2 separate regions of the Ovis canadensis genome follow, and region 2 is linked to region 1. A link is a contact called in public Hi-C data. All regions are on one chromosome and are shown on one strand. Each heading gives the region's core, a stretch centred on a gene start, on an enhancer-like site or on the middle of the called end of the contact. The rest is flanking DNA. Distances are from core to core; before and after follow the strand shown. Region 1 overlaps HECTD4 (HECT domain E3 ubiquitin protein ligase 4). Region 2 holds the start of NAA25 (N-alpha-acetyltransferase 25, NatB auxiliary subunit).

Region 1 (5,487 bases), core at 762-3,261:
TTTCCAGGAAGAGCCCTTGACTGAGGGGTTGGTCGGGCTAAAAGCTTGTATGTGCCCCATAAGAGACAGGGGTCTGGGGAACCCTCGATAAAAATGGCACCTTCTGCCATTTCACACTGCAGGGATGAGGGACAGCCACTCAGAAAGTGCTCCCTCATGGTCCTCAGTTAAGCTCAGACATTCTGAAAATGCCTCCCACACTGGGTGGGAGGATAACGTTCTTTCACTGGGCACCCTGGGCAGGAAGGCTGTTCAGCGGCTCCATCTCCCACGCCCACCCTGATCATGGAGACATCCCTGCAGCAGCCTTCCCTCCAGACAGCGCCGTGGCCTCCCCTGGGCACACCGTACTCGGAGGCTGGCTGAGGACAGCTCTTTTCACTGAGAGAACAAGCCAGTCCCAGGCTCAACAGCTTATACTCCTCCTGACACCAGCACTGCCCTGCTTTAAAGATGGGGAAACTGGGGCTTCCCCAGTCGGCAGGCTCACTGGGGTTCAAACCCAGGCCTGTCTGATTCTGTCCCAGCCCTTGGCGGCTTCAGCAGGCAGGAGTCTCCTGCTTCTCCGTGGAAGCTCTGAGGGCCAGGCCTTGGCATCTGTCCCCCAAGCAAGTCCTCCGCACACACAGCTCTCCTCACAACGCCCAGACCTGAGGGCACTGACAGGGGCTGCCCGGGGGAGGATGCAGGAGCCTGGCCACAGACAGGAGTTCTATGAGACGCCCAGGGGCACGTTTGAAATGGCAGCAGGAGAGGAGCTGCTCACTGCCCATTGCCCATCGCACTGTATCTGTATGTCCATCCGTTTATCTGTGTTCTCACTGAACACGCCGAGCCTTGGGCTTGGCGGGAGGCCGTGCTGAGGAAGCCGGGGGCCCTGCTCTTGGCCCAGCGCAGGGGATGGACACAGGTCCCCCAAGCCCTCATATCAGTGTCAGCTTGCAGCCATGACAGCCGACCCATAAAGGATCTGACTTTGATCTCATGGATGCCCCAGAACTAGCTTGGGAGGTGGGTGTGGTGATGGCCCCCATCTGCTAGGCGGAGGGATGGAGACTGGCTTCAGCAGTGATGCGGTTCCCTGGGAGCCACCAGCCAGTTAGTGGTCCCTCAGGTTTGAACCCAGGTCCCTCAGCCCTCGGGCGGGTTCTTTCCACTCAGCAAAGCCCTGGTGCAGGGGGGCAGAGTGGCTGATGTCCCAGTGGGGTCAGGGTGTCCCAGTGGGGACAGGGCCTGCGGGCAGGGGGTCTGAGAGGTCCCCTTCTGTCCTGCAGGCGGCTCCTTCCGCCACTTCCTGTGGCAGGTGTGCAGAGAGCTGCAGAGCTCCTCGCTATCCCTCCTCCTGCTGTGCCCCAGCTCCGCAGTCAACAAGAACAAGGTGAGACATGGGGCCTGAGCCCCGCGGGCAGCTCCCTGAGGGGCGGGGGCTCAGCTCTGCGCCTTCCACAAGCCCCTGTGGTCCATCCCTCGCCCCTGCCTCGGCTTCCAGGGCAAGTACATCCTGACCCCCAGCCCCATCACCTACGGGGAGGAGCAGCTGCTGCACTTCCTGGGCCAGTTGCTAGGGATCGCCATCCGAGCAGATGTCCCCCTTCCCCTGGACCTCCTGCCCTCCTTCTGGAAGACACTGGTGGGCGAGCCCCTGGACCCTGACCAAGACCTGCAGGAAGCAGACGTACTCACCTACAATTACGTCAAGAAATTTGAGAGTGTAAGTGAAAAGCGCATTTTTTTTCTGGGGGGCCGCGGGGCTCTGGAACAGTGCCCCTGCCCCGTGTCTGCTGGAGGAGGCATCAGCTGAGCCCCCCCCGCACCCCATCCCCCCTCCACCCCCCCACAGATTGAGGTCCCTGGCAGGGTAGGGGGCAGGTCCTTGCTGCCAGGTTCTCTGTAATCCCCTTAGCTGCCACTTGAGGGCAGCTGGTACACAGGAGCTGCAAAGCGAAGGGCTGGGATGGCGGCTGACTTCTTAGCAGAAAGTGGCCCACAATGCATTGCTTAAAGGGTCAAAGCAGGACACCCCCCAGGGGCTGGGGGTTATGAGTCACTGCCAGGCGCTGCTCTGAGAGGCCCTCCCAGAGCTGTGGGTGGGCACCAAGAACCTGAGGCAGGCAAGGGATGTAAGACGGTGTCCAGGCAGACAGTCCAGCCAAGGCTTCCGTCTAGAGGGCATAGGCAAGGCCCCAGAGGGTGCCGGGAGACAGAACCACCCCAGGGTTGGCGGGGAAAGCAGACGAACCTCCTTTGGGGTGCCCGCAGCCTTCACCACCCCAGAGCCACGGGGCTGTTCTCCTCTGGCTGGCCCCGCATGCACTTCAGTATGCCGCACGGTGGAGGGTGGCCGGTGTACCTTCCACAGATGGGATTGTCAGGGTTCTCTGGTGACAAGTGACAGGAAACCCCAGCTCTAACCAGCTTAGGAAAACTTTTTTAAAAAATGATTTGACCTTAAAACTGAAAGTATAAATATAGATTGGGCTTCAGACAGAGCTGAATCCAGGTGCTCCGATAACATCGTCAATGACTCGTCTCAGGATGCCCCAGCAGTACAAGGCTCACCCTCCTTCAGCCGTGCCCGCACCAGTGAAAGGGAGGGTGTAATTTGGTCTTGTTAGCCAGGCCTTGGTCAGTGCCCAACCCTGAATCGAGGGCATGGCTGACGGTCCAGGCCAGTGCCACCTACCTGTTCATGGTGGCCAGGGTAGCCCCACCCCAAAATACCCAATGTTTGTCCCCAATCGGGAATGAGGTTCTATCACTGGGGATCTGAGGAGCAGGGCAGTGGTCAGCCCCACTCTGCCATGCCCTCCTTCCAGATCAACGACGAGACGGAGTTGGAGGCCCTGTGTGCCGAGATCGCCTCCCAGCACCTGGCCACTGAGAGCCCTGAGGGGCCCAACAAGCCCTGCTGCCGGTTCACCTACCTGACCATGACCGGCGAGGAGGTGGAGCTGTGCAGCCGCGGCCGGCACATCCCCGTGGCGTGAGTGCAGGGCCTCGGACGGGGCCAGGTGGCTTTCCCGGGGGAAGACAGGAGGCAGGATGGGGCGCCGGGAAAGATGGTGGAGTATCTTCAGTGGAAGGACCATATTCAGGAACACTGGCTCTGGGGCGGGTGACACCCAGAGCAGGAAAGGAATTCCCTGAGCTGCCTGGCCTGGGAGGTCCAGGAAATGCTGCCAGCAGCCTCCTGAGTGTCATCCCTTGCCCATGCCCCAGGTGGGAGAACAAGGACATCTATGCGGCCGCCATCCGGAGCCTGCGGCTGCGTGAGCTGCAGAACGTGGAGTGTGTGACGGCTGTGCGCGCGGGCCTCGGGGCCATCATCCCCCTGCAGCTGCTCACCACGCTCAGCCCACTGGAGATGGAGCTGCGCACTTGCGGCCTGCCATACATCAACCTCGAGTTCCTGAAGGTTGGTGGCCGGGCCAGGTTGGTGGGTGCATGCGGCCTGTCATCTGTACAGTACTGCGTGTCCTGGCGCTCTGTCCCCCTTATGTAAGAGAGGAGCCGTGCTCATCCCTGTCTCACTGCTGAGTAAACAGAAGCTGAGAGAGGTCACTTGCCCAGGGTCACCCAGCCAGGAAATGGCAGGTCACCTGCCTCCAGAGCCTGTGAATTAAGCCACCAACCAGAGGCGAAGCCCCTCCACTGCTCAGCGTGGCCTGCTTTCACCCATGCCAGCTGGGAGACCTTGCCCAAGTGACCTCACCTCTAACGGGCAGCGGCAGGACCCACCCAGTGGGGTCAGTGGGGTAACGTAGGTAGAACCCCTGCTGCCGAGCCTGGCGGGTGGGCCAGAGTCATGCAGACTCTTACCACCACTGCCTTTGCAGTCCTTGTCATAGCTGTGATCTCCCTGTGTCCTGCGGTCATCACCGCGCCCTGGGGTTGGGCGGGAGGCTGGGGTAGCAGAGGCTCGGGCCTGCTCACGTCTGGGGCCTCTGTCCACAGGCCCACACCATGTACCAGGTGGGGCTGATGGAGACCGACCAGCACATCGAGTTCTTCTGGGGGGCACTGGAGATGTTTGCCCAGGAGGAGCTGTGCAAGTTCATCAAGTTTGCCTGCAACCAGGAGCGCATCCCATTCACCTGCCCCTGCAAAGACGGGGGTCCTGACACAGCCCATGTGCCCCCGTACCCCATGAAGATTGCCCCCCCAGATGGCACAGCAGGTACTGGCCTTCCCTGTCACATTCCAAGCAGGGACACTCGGGCCCTGTTTGGAGCTGGGGCTGCTAGGCCCTGCATGAAGGGGGAAGGACAATGGATAGGTACCCCCGAACACCACACCCCAAATGTAAATGAGGTGCAGGGGTGGTGGGGGTGGGAGGGGGTCATGTGCTTCCCAAACCTGACTTTTCGCCAAGTGGCAGTACAGGCCCAAAGTTGACATATCCTTTGAGATTTTCAAAAGCTTAAAATTCAGAAATGTCATCTTTTGACTTTTAAATGCAGCAAAAAATTTTTAATTTTTGAAAACTCCAAACAAAACTCTTTGCTGGCCAGACTTGCCTGTCACAGGTCAGCCAGCCATCTGGGGCCTGTGCTGCTCTTTCTTCCCCCAGAATCTCCTCCTGCCCTACCCCAGCCTCCCAGACCCTCCCCCTCCACCCGCCCCGCCCCCCGCCGATAACTGGGCCTTGGGGTTGTCTTAAGAGCTGCCCAGAGAGGCAAACCTGGAGGCGGAGGGGCCCTCGCTCTAACGCTGGTCTCTCCTGTAGGTTCCCCAGATTCTCGCTACATCCGAGTGGAGACCTGCATGTTCATGATCAAGCTTCCCCAGTACTCCTCGCTGGAAATCATGCTGGAGAAACTACGTTGTGCCATTCACTACCGCGAAGACCCCCTGAGTGGCTGAGGAGAGGAAGCCAAAGTTAGGCTGTCACCGAGGCTTTGCTCTACCGGCTTGGGAAGCCTGCTGCTGCGGGCACACCCCTCTGGGGCCCTGCGTGAGGAGTTGGCGACATTTTGCTTTTCCAAACTTTTGTCCACACTCCAGGGCGTCCTGGAAGACTTAACCTTATGTATTTGTACGTTTCGTGATGGGTTGGTTCTTTTGCTACCTGTTTGTGGTATGTTTGTAGGATAGTTTAGTTCCCAGACAGCTCGTGTCTCATTTGATCTTCCTGGACATTTTCCTTCGTGGCCACCAGGTTCTGATGCTACGTCACAGAACCGCCCAGCAGGAAGCTGGTAGTGAGATGCTCTCAGCCCGGAGAGCACCCTGTTCGCGTCTCCACAGACAAGTCTGTGGCCAGCCCTGCCTTCCACCTCGAGCTGGCGTTTCTGCCAGACATGGCTCCTGCAGGCCTCCTTCCAACTTGAAATGGTTGGGCCAGTGACCCAAACATAGGAGACACACATAGGGAGTTTTGTGTGTTGATCTTCCGGCTGTAGACTCTTGTCTACAGTCTGGGTTTTTCTAAGGAAAAGCCCACCGTGGTTTGCCCTTCCTTTCCCACCCAGACAACCCTCTGCTCTC
Region 2 (5,487 bases), core at 2,176-4,675, 47 kb after region 1:
CTGGGCAATTTAGCATTCATATGCCACCTGGTGGACAGAATTGGAAGTGCTAGAGTGAACAAAGGCTGCACCTCTGGGACTGAAAGCTGAAAGGGGCTCTCAGACCCATTCTCTCTTTTTCTGTTGGGAAAAATGAGGCCCAGGAGTATATCTTAAATTATTGGCCAAAACAAGACCATAACCCTCAACTCTTAACTCTTGGTTCTGTATTTTTCTGCCTTCATCTCTGTCTACCTTTAATTCTGTGCCTATTTGGTATTTTTGCCCTTTATACTAAGCATTGAAGCGACTTAGCAGCAGCAGCAGCATACTAAGCATTGCAGGAAATTCCAAGATATTCCTCGTGTGCCACAACTACTGAGCCAGGGAGCCACAGTTACTTAAGCCCACGCACCTAGAGCTTGTGTTCCACCAGAGAAGTCACTGCAATGAGAAGCCCTCGCATTGCAGCTTGAGAGTAGCTCCCACTTTCCACAATCAGAGGAAGACCTAGCGCAGCAATGAAGACCCAGTGCAGCCAAAAATAAAAATAAATACATTTTTAAAAGGTCGAGAAATCCATTAAAAATATGAACTGTGTCACTGTTCTGTTTATTCTGTGGAGGATAAGGATTAGGCATTGGATCAAGGTGGAAAAGAAAAGCAAAGGAAAATTAGAAAAGTTATCCAGTGGAGATGCTCACAACCACTACATCCAAGTAACGCACAGCCCCGCCCTGTGTTTACCAGCACGCCCCAGCTACCAGCACGACACACTGGTGTGCCTCACGGCTCCTGAGCGAGAGGGTTTCCTACCAGATCAAATCTGCCACCAAATAGGATAAGAACGAAGGGCTTAGCCCCCTGTTCTAAGTCAATATAATGGAAACCACCATTGAATGAACATCTGTTGTATACCAAGTATTTTCCCATAACATCAACTCTAAGGTACAGAGAGAAGGATAGGCTTTTGGCTCCCTTGGGGGGCATCTCATTTGATACCTGAAATTATTTAGGCCAAAGCGTGTGAAAGGTGCCGCTCAGGGAGCAGGTAAGGACAGGCCTAGACTCAGGTGACTGCTTCAGTCTTAGGCTTTTGAGGACAAGGAGTAAGAAAAAGAAAAGAAAAAGGCTAATTCATCCTGCTTGTATGCCAAACAGGCTTTCAGGGTGGACGGAGACATATTCTACGCAGCATGGTGACTCAAGGATTTAAAGGCCTCTCTTAGGTGGGTCCATAAGACTCCAGCCCTGCCAAGTTCAGGTAGCAGGGTGCCAAGCATCAGCATTCCTCTTGGGCCAGGCCAACAAAGGTAATCTAATAACATAGCTGAGTAACCACAGTCCTGGTCAGGAGCCTCCCTTTTAAGGTGCTGCACTTTTCCATTCTGGGAAATTCTTGAAACTCGGGTAACTCAACAGCTCTCTCATTTGTGTCACAGATGAACCCCAGGTCTCCTCCCTTCTCCCCCTCTCCAAGCCCAAGTCCAGCCCAGTCCTACCTGGCCGCAGCACCTAAGAGCAAGCCTGTGATCAGCTTACTGGAGGCTCCTGACCTTCATTCTTGCTGGTTAACATGATTTGGGAAACATGGAGTTCTCCCTGGGATAGGGTTTAGCAAATAAATGTGTAGAACCCCTGTGCACCTGAAACTGATACAACCTTGTAAATCAAGTATTAAAAACTCTAAGTCACCTGGCTAAATGTGAATTTCAGATAAACAGTGAATATTATTTTAGTGTAAGGATGCCCCAAATATTGTACCATATTTGACCTGACAACTCTACCCTGGAGGTATCTGTTTATTCATTTATCCTGAGCGTATTCTAGAATAGCAATTGGCAAATGTTTTCTGTAAAGGGTCAGATAGTAAATTTATTTTAAGCTTCTGGGCCACAAGGTCTCTGTTACAACTACTCAGTTCTTCTGTTGTAGCACAAAAGCAACCACAGACAATGCATAAATGAATAGTTGGGTTCAATAAAATTTTACTTATAGACACTGACCTTTGAACTTTATATAACTTTCACGTTGTGAAATAGTCTTCTTTTATTTTTCCCCAACCATTAAAAAATGTGAAAATCATTCTTGGCTCACAAACTGTACAAAAACAGTAGTAAGGTAGATTTGGCCTATGGGTCATAATTTGCCCGCTTCTGATCTAAAAAAGGATGAAACTTTTGTCTGAATCCAAATCACAAGAGGATTTGTAAAGATACAAATCGCCGACCCTACTCCCAGAGCATTTGATCCAGTATGTCTGGAGCAGTGCCTAATGTTTCTAAGTTCCTAGGTGATGCTCAAACCCGTGTCCTCTGGAGTGAAATGGCCAGGGAGGTCCCCATCTAGTGTATTTTAAACTCTCCTCAGCTTTAGGAACTATTTTCTATGAGGATCACAGATCATATCTTCATTTGAGGGACTCTCTCTCCCCAAGCATCCCCATTCTCACTAAGAATTTTTCTGTGTAATTGCTTCTGGAATTTTCTCTTTGAGCTAGAACTCAGGACAGAATTGGGATGAGAGTTTCTAGTGCATTTGGTTTTTAAAAAGTAGTCACCCCCCCACAAGTGCATTTAGGGACCTTCGTGGTGGTCCAGAGGTTAAGACTGTGCTTTTACTGCAGGGGTTCTATCCCTGGTTGGGAAAATAAGATTCCAAGTACTGCAGGGTGCGGCAGAAAATTTTAAAAAACAAACAATAAAAGCATTCTAAAATCTTTGATTTTGGAATAATTTTAGACTTAAAAAGAGAGTGAAAAGAGGATTAAGTTTTCATATGCCCCTCAACCACTTAACATCTTGCATTACCATGGTACATTCATCAAAATGAGAAACCAACATTAGCACAATACTATTAACTGAACTCTAGACTTTATTTGAATTTCAACTCTTTTTCCACTGATGCCCTTTGTTCTGTTCCAGGATCCCAAGGAAGGTATCACATTGTGTTTGGTTGTCTTGTCTCCTTAGGTATTGCTGGGCTGTAACGGCTTCTCACTGTTGCCTTATTTTTCATGACCTTGACAGTCCTGAAGCCTACCGGTCAGGCATTTTGTAGAATGTCACTCAGTGCGATTTGTTTGATGTTTTCTTTGTAACTAGTCTGAGTTTATGGGTCTTCCAGAAAAAAATACTACACAAGGGAAGTTCCTTTCTCATCACCTCTAACTGGTAATGTTAACTTTGATCCCTAGGATGCTTCTTAGCAGGCTGAGCACCGAGGAGGGCGTGAAGGGACCTCGAACTTTTCTGGCACGTTCTACTTGTCGCTCAGCACCCTTTTCCCCCTACTGTCCCCGGGGTCACCCTCCCACAAGAGTTTCCGGTTCCTCAACCGTGAATCAAAGGCAAGTCTAACTGGTCCTTCAGCACAGAGGAGAAACAGGATGAGCAGCAGCAGCCGAGCCCTGTCTTTAACCAAGTTTCTCCCCCACCCCTCCCCTCACTTTTCACCAGCGAAAGGGAGGAAAAGGAGCCATGAAGTGACACACCTTGGGGGGCGGGGGGCGGGGATGCGGTTTGAGTGTCTGTGTTTTCCGCGCCGGCGCGTTCTGTCGCAACCACGCGACCATCGCGATAGAAGCGCGAGATCGGCGCTGGCCCTTTAACAGCCCCTTCCCGGGGGCCTGCCCCGCGCGTGCGCACTGCGGTCCTGCGCTTGTCATCATGGCGACGCGGGGCCATGTGCAGGACCCTAACGACAGGCGCCTCCGACCCATTTACGGTGAGTGCCTGGGGCCAGTCTGGTCGCCAGCCGAATGCGCCGAGGGCTTCCGAAGCCGGGGCGAAGGCCCGGGAGGGGCGCTGAGGGGCCAGAAGCCGAGCCGGCGGGCACAGGGGGCGGGCCGCGCGGGCCTCTAGGCCTCAGCCACGGGCCTCGCGTAAGCGCCGGCCTGGCTTTCTCGAGCTCTGAGTTGGTGGCGGCGCGGCCAGGGCGGCCGCAGGTCGGCAGAGCCGGCCTGACAGGCAGGCCCTGTGAGACACTACTCTCGCCGGGACCTCCGCTACCCGCAGGCTGCGTTGTCTGTCCGCAGGTGGAAGCTGGCTCCGGCATGAGGGTGGAACACCCCAGCATGAGGGAAAATTCCCCACTAAAGACTTTTTACTTGAGGGAGCGGGGCCTAAAGGGTTGTCTGACTAACTGTGCTCGGGGCACAGGGAGAAACAGGTCCAGAGAAGGGAAGGGACTGACGCAAGGTCAACCCATATCGAGTCAGGAGCAGGCCCGGATTTGAGGTTCCCAATACAGAGCCCTGTGGTGGAGGAACAGCTGCTCTGGGCACATGTGGGAAGCGGGGGCGGCGGGGCGGGGTGGGGGGGTCTTGGGTCCAAAATAGCGGTGAAGCGACTCCAATAGCTGGTGTCGGGGGGCATGCAGGGAGGGCTCTTCCTTTTTGTAGCTTCTCTGGTCTTTCCTTTGCAGCCTGCCTTCCGCGTGCTAAGTGGATCCCCTTTCATAACGCTTACCTCAACCCTCAGGCTTTAAGACCTTGGTGGCATTCTGCTCTTCCAGTTGGGAAAAATCACGTATTTGAGTAAGGGAGGAAAACCTCTTCAGTAATCGAGACGTTCTGTAATTGGAAAGTGGCCCCATTTGTATTTCCTTTCCCCTTAGATGCTTGTGTGGTCTTGGTCTAGTTCATAGTGAGGAAGGCTTCAAGGTCAGTGGCTTTCCAAAAGGAGGCCTCGTGTTTATAGGGTAGATGTTACTTAAATGGAAGCTGAGATGATTTAACTTTTTTGGATGGGGGTAACTTTATGTTTCTGGTACAACTGGCAGTGCTTTTTGTAATTTGTATAATGTTTTGCTCTTGAGTCTTATTTGATTCTAGCAACAGCCTTGTTGATAACAACAACAATAATAATTATTATTATCAACAGCAATAATGTGGATAGTCTGCTAATTATGTCAGTCACTCTCCTTGGCCTTTTATACTTATTATTGTTTGATCTTCACATTTTCTTCTGGGGTGGGTGGTTTTTCCCAGTCTCCTCCCTTCCTCTCGCCCTCTTCTTTCCACAGATGAGGAGACTGGGGGCTTTATTGATGTGTAATTCGTTTAAGGTCACTTACCTAACATGAAACTGGTATCTTAACCCCTGGGGACTGTCCCAGACTTTTTAACCACTGTGTTAGAAATCACCTTAGTTTGCACTGAAGACACTGATTTGCCAAAGGTCACAAAGGTGGAGAGTGGTAGATTTCCATTTTCCCAGGGCTGTAAAGTCTTGTGTATTTCAGTATCCGTTTTAAAGGGCAGAGATGAAGTATACAAGGGTGTCTTGAGGGTAAGTTCTGAATCCAGAGTTCACAATGGATAGCTCATCACTGCTTTATAGCAGCTGCCTGCAGACTTTTTCTTTTTTAAAGACTGAATATTTTTAAGAATAATTGGATTTCTAAAAATTGTTCTTGAGGACCAAAGAAAATGTCTTTGGTGCCCCATAAATTGCTTAGAATTAATGTTTTGAACTATCCAATAGGAAAACTAGTCCCTTTCACACT

The links. Hi-C and Micro-C count contacts between places; a contact is called where the count stands out from the background.
Region 2: a Hi-C map of fibroblasts shows a contact between it and region 1, with 2.1 times the contacts expected there. The contact joins the promoter of NAA25 here to the enhancer-like site in region 1. A contact is called at or near these places in 2 of 2 Hi-C or Micro-C datasets (fibroblasts and lung).

What each region holds. Positions count from the first base shown.
Region 1 is chr17:72,518,065-72,523,551 of ARS-UI_OviCan_v2, forward strand. It overlaps HECTD4 (HECT domain E3 ubiquitin protein ligase 4), which reads left to right. Exons shown (of 76, transcript XM_069558129.1): 71 at 1,275-1,378; 72 at 1,490-1,711; 73 at 2,817-2,983; 74 at 3,220-3,415; 75 at 3,955-4,177; 76 at 4,727-5,487. The coding sequence ends at 4,863. Among named protein-coding and RNA genes, the nearest start is that of TRAFD1, 26 kb to the right of the region's middle. Within about 2 kb of position 2,012, the one cell type or tissue checked has open chromatin away from gene starts, as enhancers often do. A contact at or near this core is called in fibroblasts, where this site is marked.
Region 2 is chr17:72,563,698-72,569,184 of ARS-UI_OviCan_v2, forward strand. It overlaps NAA25 (N-alpha-acetyltransferase 25, NatB auxiliary subunit), which reads left to right and starts at 3,426. Exons shown (of 24, transcript XM_069558130.1): 1 at 3,426-3,705. The coding sequence starts at 3,648.